Linked DNA regions of Zea mays: all the other regions are linked to region 1. Evidence: chromatin contacts called from public Hi-C data. All regions are on one chromosome and are shown on one strand. Each heading gives the region's core, a stretch centred on a gene start, on an enhancer-like site or on the middle of the called end of the contact. The rest is flanking DNA. Distances are from core to core; before and after follow the strand shown. Region 1 holds the start of LOC100217072 (Chaperone protein ClpB4 mitochondrial). Region 2 has its middle 73 kb from the start of LOC109939939. Region 3 has its middle 24 kb from the start of LOC103626716.

Region 1 (3,467 bases), core at 317-2,816:
TGGCCAACCGCGGTCTCATCATCCAATGTTCAGGAGATTGGCCAGAAGGACAGGATCGTGAATAGGCCCAAGCTTGAGCCTCTCTCAAGCTTTACAGAAGCATCCAGTCAGATCCCTTTGCTGGGAAGTGAAATGCAGAGCCACCAAGTAGCATCACTAGCCAGCAACGGTCTTCCGATGCCGTTCACTCAGGAAGCGGTGCCCTTCGCTTATGGAAGCAGCACGAACTCGAGAGAGATGCTGAATAACAACCTTGCGCTTAGTAATTCAGGCGTCAACTCTACATTGCCGAACCTTCGCATAGACGGTTCTGTTGTTCCAGGGCAGACACTGGGTGGTAGCAATTCAGGTGGTTGTGTTGTCCCCCCTCTGCAAGATGGCAGGATTGATCACCAAGCTGTCAGCAGTCATCTAAACTACAACAACGAACTCATGGGGACAGGTAGGCTGCAAAGGGGACTTAGTGGTGGTCTGGATGACATTGTCGTGGACATGTTTAGGCCGGTATGGTCCTATACATCTTTTTTTTTATATTCGAGAGTAGTTAGCATTACGGCCCCGTATTTTTATGTGAACCATGCGTTTTTTTTTCAATGCAGGACCGCGCAGACGATGGCGTCTCCTTCATTGATGGGGACTGGGAACTGGTCTAGCAAGTTTCAGTTCTCTACATCAAGTCTGCCTTCGTGTGAGATTTTCCGCATTTGTGGTTGTGGAGGGGTTCGGCGCTTGATTGGTCCAAAGTTGTTTATAGTAGCAAGATTGCATCACAAATGCCCTTTGCATTTGGTTTTTCAGTTTAGCGACCAGGTTCCAGTGTCACGTCCGAATATCAACTATGTGGTATTTGCTACCTTAACTCGTATGGCTATGTTTTCAAGTCAGGTGTTAACTGTGGCTATCGTGATATATACAGCATGGTTATGAGCCAAGGAATGCTGTCCTGTTTCCTCTTGGAAATCGTTTTGCTGTTCCCTTTGTTGATTGTCACTGGCAATCTGTTCCAGAAAGATCCCAGCATTCGTCATTTGCAATTTTGCATGATTGCTTGATAGCCTGAGAAATCGAAACATGTTTCCAGCATCGTGGTCAGTCTTGCCGAGACTGAAGTTATAGGCGAAGATCAAGCGTGAACACTGGTTTGGTGACAACCCCACGATCCCCCTCAATACACCGATCCGTCTTAGAGCTTGTTTGGATACTATAGTATTTACTTTAATTTGTATATATTAAAGCCGTTTACGGTGTAAACTAATTTACACTTCAATTCAATTAGTACTTACTTTGATTCACATATATTAAAGCGGTTTACGGTGTAAACTAATTTACCCTCCAATTCACTTTAGTACATATAGATTTTGGTTTACCTTAATACAATCTTCTTGACACCAAACTAGCCCTGTAGTTTGAATGTTTTGGAGTTTATGCGTTTGCAATTTGCAAAAGATTTGGATACTCGCCTTCATCCGCTGCTGCTGCCGAGCAAACGATGCAGCGAAAGTGAAGAACTCGCGCCGAACGCAGTTCTCCATCTTATCTCGACGATGAGTGCCCCCCCTTGAGTCGGCTACGAACGGTATCCGTCGGTTACGGATCAGACGGTTGACGTGCACGGAGGTCGACGAACACCGCATCTAGTAGAAGCTTCTGCAACCTTCCATTCGCTTCGCCTGCGCTGCCGGCACACCTTCTTTCCCCTTCTCCAAGCGTCGCCACTCCTCTCCGCTGTGCCCTCCCAACAACCGTCGCCGCCGCCACAAATAACCGAGCCAGCATCTTCGCGGCGTAACCGCTTGGCCAGTCCAGTGTCCGCAGCAAAGCGCTAAACCCAGACCCAAAACCCTCCGCCACGATGGCGCGCTCCGCCGCGTCCAGGCTAGCGCGCGCAGCCCGCGCGGTTGTGGTCGCCACCAAACGCCGCCAGGGCCCCGGCGTTAGCCGCGAGGTACTCCCGCGGTCCCTCGCGCCGCTCGCGGGTGATGCCTCCGCCTTCGGCGCCACCACGGGGAGGCCGGCGTGGTTTGCCGCGCCTTTGGGGCGGTTTCCCGTCGGGGCCGGCGGAGCTGGGCTCCAGGTGCCGCCGCGCCGGCTGTTCCACTCTACTACGCCCGCTCAGTACAGCGCCGCCGGCACCTCGTCCTCGTCTCAGGTCGGTGCCACTATGTACACCGCTGCCCGTGTCTCTGTTCTTATGCGCCGAGCCGCTGATTGGGTGCCACTCGTGTCGATTTGATTTCGGTCAGTGCTGTAGAGATCTAGCTAACCAAACGGCTGGATTGTAAAGCTCTGGAACGTCGAATGCATGCTGTTCTGCACTTCTGCTGCAAATTCGTAAAGATTCATTGTGTCACGATAACTTTGGATGCTATAATGAATAGGTGTGATACTATTGTGTAGTAGTATGGTGTCACTGATTTCATCCTTTGATCTCCGGAAGTATGGAATGCTGGGGTGATTGATTTGCATAGTTAATAGTCCTATTCCACAATACAAAATCCATAAGCGATGCTGAGATGATGCTTTTAGGTGCTTTCTGTGTTGATGTTGTTGGACTATTGTCTTGCTGTAGCTGTATTTTCATCGTGTTGGTGATTGCATTCTTTTGTTGTTATTAGTTAAACAAGTCAACAGTTTCTAACCTTTGTTTCAAAAGTGTGTACAATCAGTTGGTCCGTCTGTAGATGTAGTTAAACAGTATATCGGAGTGTTATACTTTTACCTATAGGTTCCCACTTGAATAGAGTGTCTCCAACCATGAATTACTATAGATTTCACATGCATCTAGATCTTCGCTTGACTTGCAGTGCTAGGGCAGGTTTGCAAGTGCTCTTTCTTTGTGACAAAAACGTGGGGTGTTTTCTCGAGAGTAAGATATCTTGTTTTGTATGTATATACAGAAAAGGAAAAAAAAATGTAACAAGGGAGTCACAAGGATCATAAATCAAAAGAGGAGGCGGCTAACATCATGGTAAAATTGATCAACCAATCTGACAACAAAGTCTTAACATTTGATTTTGCTTTTAGAGACAATAGAGCAAATTCAGGCTTGAAAGATTGCTTCCATCTGCCGACTGATTGAACCACATCTTCGAAGACTACTATTTTGATGACACCAAATAGTTTAAACAGCAATTTCCCTGAAAACAGGAGACCCAAATATTTCTGTTCCAGCAGCAGGTTGTTTATATACACACAGCAATGGGTAGGGCTTGCAAAGTACTGTTGGCTTGAGTCCTGATCTCTGTTTTTCCTTATTTTTCTTTGATCAAAACAGATAACACCAGGAGAATTCACTGAGATGGCCTGGGAGGGGATTGTTGGTGCGGTTGATGCAGCAAGATTATCAAAACAACAGATAGTAGAGTCGGAGCACTTGATGAAAGCTCTTCTGGAGCAGAAGGATGGGCTAGCACGCAGGATATTTTCAAAAGCGGGTGTAGATAACACATCAGTCCTGCAAGCTACTG
Region 2 (3,467 bases), core at 701-3,200, 760 kb before region 1:
TAATGATCTACACGTTGCTACGAGATCGTGGGATCGAGAACTACTAAGATCGGAGTCGTGGTCATCAAGTTATGATGTGATTAAATGATTAACACTAGGTTCTATGTTTATTTTATAATCCCAGAGAAAAGTTAACCTATAGTAGTAATTAATTCAACTTTAATATAAATTATTAATTGACCATAGATCATATTTTAGTATATGAGCAGATTAACAAGACTAACCAACATAAGTTAAATACAGATCTAATTATAAAATAATGAGACATGAGATAATAAATATTGTTATTGCATAGTAAATATTTATAAGAGGCTAACGCAACTTGAATGGATCAAATCTGAGTTAAAACGGAGGAGTTATGAATTTCCTAAGGTTTTATGTATCTAATATAAGATTAATTAGGAAATAAATTTTAAACTGGCTTTCATGTCAAATCAGTGGCACTATTTGATAAACAATAATATTATAAAATTATAGGAATTGAAATGGATTAATTTGGACTTCATATGAATTTTATATGAATTAAACAAGTTTTAGGAATTGTTTTTATATTAAAATTCAATTTCTAATTCAATTTCTTTGTTTTTCTCATTCACTGGACTGCGCGCGTAAAAATAGAGAAATGCAGGGGGTTTGATATAAAACTTCTTAAGACTAAGAGAGCGCCCGAGTGGATGGCGGGTTTATTTTTCAGAACCCCGAGGGCTCTTTTGCAACTAGCGCTGGCTGAAAGGGTACCTGGCGATCTAGGCCGTCGGATCTAGAACTTGTGCGCCAGATTAGACCTAGGTTAGATTTTACCTGTACCCGACCCTGGTCGTTGGAGATCCGCGGTACACAGCGCATGGTTCCTCGCTTGCTCGATTTCCATCCAACGGCGAAGATCTATTCTACACTAATCGGTACGCTACACTCGATCATGGCCGTCCAACACGAGGTCGACGGTGTTAGGCTCATCTTCTCCACACGAACCTGTTACGGCGGTGCCGCCCAGAGTCTACGGAGGTTCCTCACCGGAGTGCCGCCCAATCGAGCACCGGAGTGCCGTTTTCCCCCCACTAGCACACGGTGTACGGATTTGAGGTGCAAAAAATCCTATGCATAACGCGGAAGGGCATTGTACAATTGGGACATGCGCATACCGGCAATTGGAGGCAGCTCCCAGTGAATGACTGCGCGACTGAGTTCCTTCGAGGCGAGTCCCGGCACCCTAACTTGATGCCGCAAAGGACGCCACCTACGGTACGGGGAGCACCGCAGCCGCCACGCGCGTCCAGAGCCCGGACGACTCTTCCCCGCGGTTGCCCAGACCACCGCGCACAGCTCGGCGCGTGGCTGCTGATGTTTTAGCGAGTGCTTCCCCGCACGCGAAGCTCCCTGGCGGCGGCGCAGAGCACGGTTGCGGCGGCCCGGTGAAGTTCCTCGGCCATGGCAAAGCAGTTCCCGCTCCCGCACGGCGCGGCCCGCGACACCAGCGGCACCGAAGCTCCATCTCCCTCCTCTCTCTGCGTTTTCCCTCGCCGTTTGACCCGTGGTGACGCAGCAGAAGCCTCTAGCCATGGAACTCCCTGAACCGCGAAAGATCCCTGCGCCCATGGAGGAGCTCGAACAGGAAGTAGACTTGTGTGATGTGCGCCATGGCTTGACGTCGAGTGGAGGAAGGGGGTTCTCTGCGCCTAGTACTGCTGTGGGGGAGAAATTCTGGGAGTGTGGCGGCGCGACTGTTTATGTGCAGAGGTAGTTGGACCTTCGATGGTGGCTGCGCAGAAGCCGGTGCATCCAGCGGGATCCCAGCGCGTGGCCTGCGAAGACCGTGGCAGAAGCCCACCAGCCACCACGCGATTCTGTTGCGCACCGAGGCGAAAAGAACTCGGTCTTCAGTTGCTACCGACCTGGGGGTTGGGGAAAGACCTGACGCCTGGGGGCCACATGTCATCCGCAGAAACGCGACGGTGGGAAGGGGCTGAGTCCCACACGACAGCGAGAATAAGCACCAGAGCGCGTCACTTGAGACTAGGCAGTGGGCCCGCGCACCAGTAGCGCAACAGCCACGCAGTGGTGGAGTTAGTGGGCCAAAAAGGGAAGAAAACTGGGCTGGCAGGTGAGAATTCGGCCCAATTGGCCCGTTCACCAATTCTTTTCCTTATTCTCATTTTCAGTTTTGTATTTCTTTCAAGTTTGAATATGGTTTAAATTGAATTTTAAATCTGGGTTTTCAGTTTTCTAATTCCAAATAAATGCACAATCAAAACTTCAACATGAATGCATGAATATACTTTTATTAATCTATTTATTATTTTATTTATGATAATGTTTTTGAATATGTCACTTGTGTACTCCACATTGTATTATTTATTTTTTTGAATGTAATTTATAGTATATAACATATGTTAATTTAGATGCTTCAAGAAAGTATTTATAAATACATTACTCATATAAGGGTCTTTTTATATAGTCTCCTAAAAAATATTTAAAGGAAATATGCCTCTTTTAATAAGATCCATAATTAAAATGACTCCTTTATTATTTCTCAAGTGACTAGGGTTTTAGGAGCTAGATTCTAGGGTTTACACCCGGAATGCCACCAGATAGGGAAGTCAAATTCATTATTGATCTCTTACCTAGTACTGCTCCCATTTCAAAAAGGCCATATAAGATGTCAGTGGAAGAGTTAAAAGAACTTAAGAAACAGTTAACGGAGTTGCAGAAAGCAGGGTACATTCGTCCGAGTTCCTCACCTTGGGGAGTGTCGGTTCTGTTTGTACAGAAGAAAGATGGATCGCAAAGGATGTGTGTGGATTATAGATCCCTTAATGATGTTACTGTGAAGAACAAGTATCTGTTACCCCGCGTTGAGGATTTATTTGATCAGATGAGAGGTGCAAGGGTGTTCTCGAAGATTGATCTCCGATCAGGTTATCATCAAATGAAGATTAGACCATCTGATATTCCTAAGACGGCTTTCTCAACCCGATATGGTTTATATTCGTCGTGGTATTCATCAACGATATTCTTATTTATTCCAAGAGTGATAGTGATCATGAGAAACATCTGAGATTGGTGCTACAAAAGCTATGGGATAATCAACTCTACGCTAAGTATAGCAAATGCGAGTTCTAGATTGATGAAGTGCCATTCCTTGGACATATCATTTCTAATGGTGGGATATCAGTGGATCCTGCTAAAGTCAAGGAGATATTGGAGTGGAGTATACCAGTACAGTTACTGATGTCCGGAGTTTCTTAGGACTTGCAGGCTATTATCGGTGATTTATTGAAGGGTTCTCTAGGATTGCTAAGCCTATGACCTCACTTCTGGAGAAGGGAAGAGAGTTTAAGTGGGACTCGAAGTGCCAAGATAGCTTTAATCAACTGAATTTAGGTTGATGTCACCCCTAGTGTTGGTTATGCCAGATCTACAGAAGGGATTTGACATTTATTGTGATGCATGTGGCCAAGGCTTGGGAT
Region 3 (3,467 bases), core at 540-3,039, 520 kb after region 1:
GCGCCGACTCTTCGATACCTCGGGAAAAATTGGAGGAGTCTTCTAAACTTTGCTTTACATTCCGCACTTAATTCAAGCTATTTACTTTGTGTATTTGTTTAGCAAGTATTTGAAGCATTGTTTTAGCCTTGTTACATTTCTAGTATTATTTTCTTAGTGCTAGTTGTTGGGGTGAAGTTGGGCTCTTGTTTAGCTCTTGCTTAGGTTTTAATTAGTGTTGATTTTTAGAAAAGCCCAATTCACCCCCCCTCTTGGGCATCGTGATCCTTTCACTAACAACCGCGTAACGCGCGAATTTTATGTGAAAAATGCCATGACTTATGACTGAGACGAGCGAGGGCTGGGTGTCTCTTGAAATAATTTTTTCTGTTTTAAAAACTCGTTTAATGTTTATGAAAATACTTTTCACTAGCGATTTTCTTAACTCAACTGCCAGTGAAATCGATTTTCACTGGCGGTTCTTAGTTATCCGCCTGTAAAATGATAATTTCTACTGGCTCCTAGCACCGGCGGTTCCAAGAAACACTAGTGAAAATTGGTTCACAACCGCCGCTATAGAGCGTCTGTGTACTAATGGAACGGGCTCGATCGGTGCCTCTACTGTTGATGTTGATGGTGCCTCGTTACCCGCTCGTTATCATGCATATGATCGTGTGCGAAATAATGTTTGCACCACATATAATAGTGTTTGTTGAGCGGGGTTTGATATAGAAAACAAGATAGAGAATGGGATATACTCCCTCCAGGTCTAAAATTCTTGACGAGAAGTCATTAACTAGAGTGCATGTTTCCCGTTTTACCTTTAGTAAATAAGGTCGTGTGGCATTGGAGGTCATTATATTCTCTTAGCTCATGTGGTTGGAAAGACATTTTTGAAGCCTACGGTCTCCGGTTCAACTCCTGGCCGTGCATTAGAGGCCCTTTTTTCGCGATGGGATTTATTTTGCTGCATCCGTCATTTTTTTCGTTCGCGCCAATGTTGCCGCTGCATGCCATTTTTTTCGCGCCAATGTTGCCGATGCGTGGATGTAATCCGGCTAGCTATCACTAGATGCATTGCAAACGTACTGGTGCCAGATATCCAAAATAATCCAGCTAACCAGATACTACTACTCTACTACTAACTGTGGTGCTTGTTCATGATGGATTTGAATATGGAACCACCGAACAATGAAATTGGTAATGCCGGTCTTCATTTTCTTTTCTTTTTAGCTCGTGACAAAGTGTCTATGCTGCTCCACAATTTCAGCATGTTTAATACGCATGCATGCAGAGAAAATAAGGAGCCCCATGTAGCAAGGGGAATTAAATGCGCAACATTGGTGCACGCTAAGCGCGCATGCAGGGGCAAAAACGGCTAAATTTGCATGCAAAAGCTAAAACATCAAAATTTTTGATCCATTCCTTCGTTGCCTTAAACGTCAATTTAGACTAGAGGGAGTAGGAGAGCTGCTGGAGACGATAGCCTTAGCGCTGTCCGTCATATATACTTGGTTCCTCTCCTTTGTTTTCTTAAGCTAGCTATAGTACACCCCGCAGGTTAATTAGTTACTACATACTCGTAGTGCTAGCTAGGTACCCCGGATTATCCTAGATTAGATCTGTGTACGTGGACAGTAGCATATGAGACGCAAGAGACTCACCAACCACCCACCGCCTTCTGATTCCCTTGCGTCCGCATGCTTCTCCAACCGAGCAGAAAGTGTTGGTGGGTAGGAGTACATGTACTTGGAGAAGTGGGAGATCTCCTCTGCTGCTGCGCTGGGTCCTCACTTGTGCCGCACCGCACGGGGAACATGTGCTTCTTGTGCTGTGCCAGTGCCATGCATGCATCCAACTGTTCCTTACGTAAGTGTGTGCGTGAGCGCGTGGTCAGGGCGCTCGGTCGGTCGGTCGCGGCGCGTTCATGCCTGAAAAATCGCCGTCGAGATGCGCGCGCGCGTGGCTCCACTCCACTCCACCGGGGCTTCTTCTGATCTGATTAATTAATAAATAAATTAATAAGCACGCTCTCGCCGCTCGGCCAGGTTGCATGCACGAGTTGTCCGGTGCGTGTCGGCACGGGCATGGGCGCATGACGCGGAGTCCACGCTACCAGGCCCCGCCGACGCCGACGCCGACGTGATAGATGGCGTCGTCCTGTGTCCTGCAAAAAGATCCTGCTGTCCTTGTTCAGAAAACAAAAAAGAAATCCTCCTGTCCACGGCGACGACGCGCTCTGCCAGCCAGACGCTGCACCTGCATGCACGCACCAAACCACCGGCTTTGCTCGCGCTGGTGTGGCACGTGCGTGCTAGCAGTGGCAAGTCTGTTTGGTTTGGAGTAATCAGGTATTAGGGTTTTTGCAGAATTAAGGTTATGACAATTGGTTGAGTATGAAGGGAAAAATACCATGGTGTTCAGAAGCATTTTCTTGAGATTAATCTCAGAGCTTTGTACATGCCATGCACCTTTGTGATATCGCAATCTTGTACCAAAGATATTCATTCTTTGATATCACACCGTCTTGGTCGAGGGAGGGGCGACACATGTTTTGCCCTTATTAAATAAGATGTTTAGTATATTCTATATGAGAAATTATCATCATAGGTGTACTGGCTAGTAGTGCCAGGAGTTGCAAGACAAGACGTCGCATATTTTTTCCTCATATGAAACATACCAAACACCCTATTTAAAAAATAAGAGTATAGAGACGAGGGGGTCTTTTTTGCCCCTATACTCGGCGGCAGGTCCCCTAGGGATCCTGGTGCCAAAAAAATGCAAAAATATTCATAATTGAGCCTCTGTAGTCCATTATTGGGACGGTAGCCACTCATTTTTTTTTCGCAATATTTCAGTTCTGGAGTATAGTTTTAAAATCTAAATATTTTAAATGAAAAAAAGCGCAACACTAGTGCATAGCGGGGTAACAGGCCACGAGCAATGGGCCATATAAAGCCCATGTACGGATGTAAGAAGCGGTCAGCCCAAATAAGTGAATTACGGTTCCTTCTTCTCGCTCGTGACCAACATCGTTCGCAGGTAATTGTCGTACCTGGTCAGCCCAAATAAGTGTAATTGTATCTAAAGACCATCTTTTACGGCCTTATGTTTTTTTTGGGGTGATAGATTACTCCATTTGTTGGCCCATCACTGCTAAAGAGGCCGAGTGGATCGAGCTCTCGCGAAGGAGCTGGCCAGCTGGGCAGTCTGTATTATGTGGGCCAAGTCTCCAGGCCTGTAAGGAAAAAGTTAAGCCTCCCACCCGGGCGCGCACCGCTCACCGACGACCACCGGATCCACATCGCCTGAATATGACCAGGTAATCTCTTGTTTGCGTTATTAATTATCCACCTTAAAAACTTATCCTGACCTTTTCAGTAAAAAAAAAACTATCAACCAGAAAAAAATGCAGATTACGATACTGAAAGTGCTACGCTTGATCTTGGCTGCTTATTGCAATCGTACACCTGGAGAAGGTCGACTCG

What was found. Hi-C and Micro-C count contacts between places; a contact is called where the count stands out from the background.
Region 2: a contact with region 1 is called in a Hi-C map of ear, with 3 times the contacts expected there. The contact joins the enhancer-like site here to the promoter of LOC100217072 in region 1. A contact is called at or near these places in 2 of 25 Hi-C or Micro-C datasets (ear and tassel).
Region 3: a Hi-C map of bundle sheath shows a contact between it and region 1, with 4 times the contacts expected there. The contact joins the enhancer-like site here to the promoter of LOC100217072 in region 1. A contact is called at or near these places in 4 of 25 Hi-C or Micro-C datasets (bundle sheath, ear, endosperm and 1 more).

The regions. Positions count from the first base shown.
Region 1 is chr5:95,342,300-95,345,766 of Zm-B73-REFERENCE-NAM-5.0, reverse strand. It overlaps LOC100217072 (Chaperone protein ClpB4 mitochondrial), which reads left to right and starts at 1,566. Exons shown (of 10, transcript NM_001359556.1): 1 at 1,566-2,149; 2 at 3,275-3,467. The coding sequence starts at 1,853. LOC541638 (response regulator 9) reads left to right here. Exons shown (of 6, transcript NM_001111393.1): 5 at 1-504; 6 at 600-930. The coding sequence ends at 653.
Region 2 is chr5:96,099,599-96,103,065 of Zm-B73-REFERENCE-NAM-5.0, reverse strand. No RefSeq gene overlaps it. Among protein-coding and RNA genes, the nearest start is that of LOC109939939, 73 kb to the right of the region's middle. Within about 2 kb of position 1,950, at least 19 of the 20 cell types and tissues checked have an H3K27ac peak or open chromatin away from gene starts, as enhancers often do. A contact at or near this core is called in ear and tassel, where this site is marked.
Region 3 is chr5:94,820,228-94,823,694 of Zm-B73-REFERENCE-NAM-5.0, reverse strand. No RefSeq gene overlaps it. Among protein-coding and RNA genes, the nearest start is that of LOC103626716, 24 kb to the left of the region's middle. Within about 2 kb of position 1,789, at least 20 of the 20 cell types and tissues checked have an H3K27ac peak or open chromatin away from gene starts, as enhancers often do. A contact at or near this core is called in bundle sheath, ear, endosperm and 1 more, where this site is marked.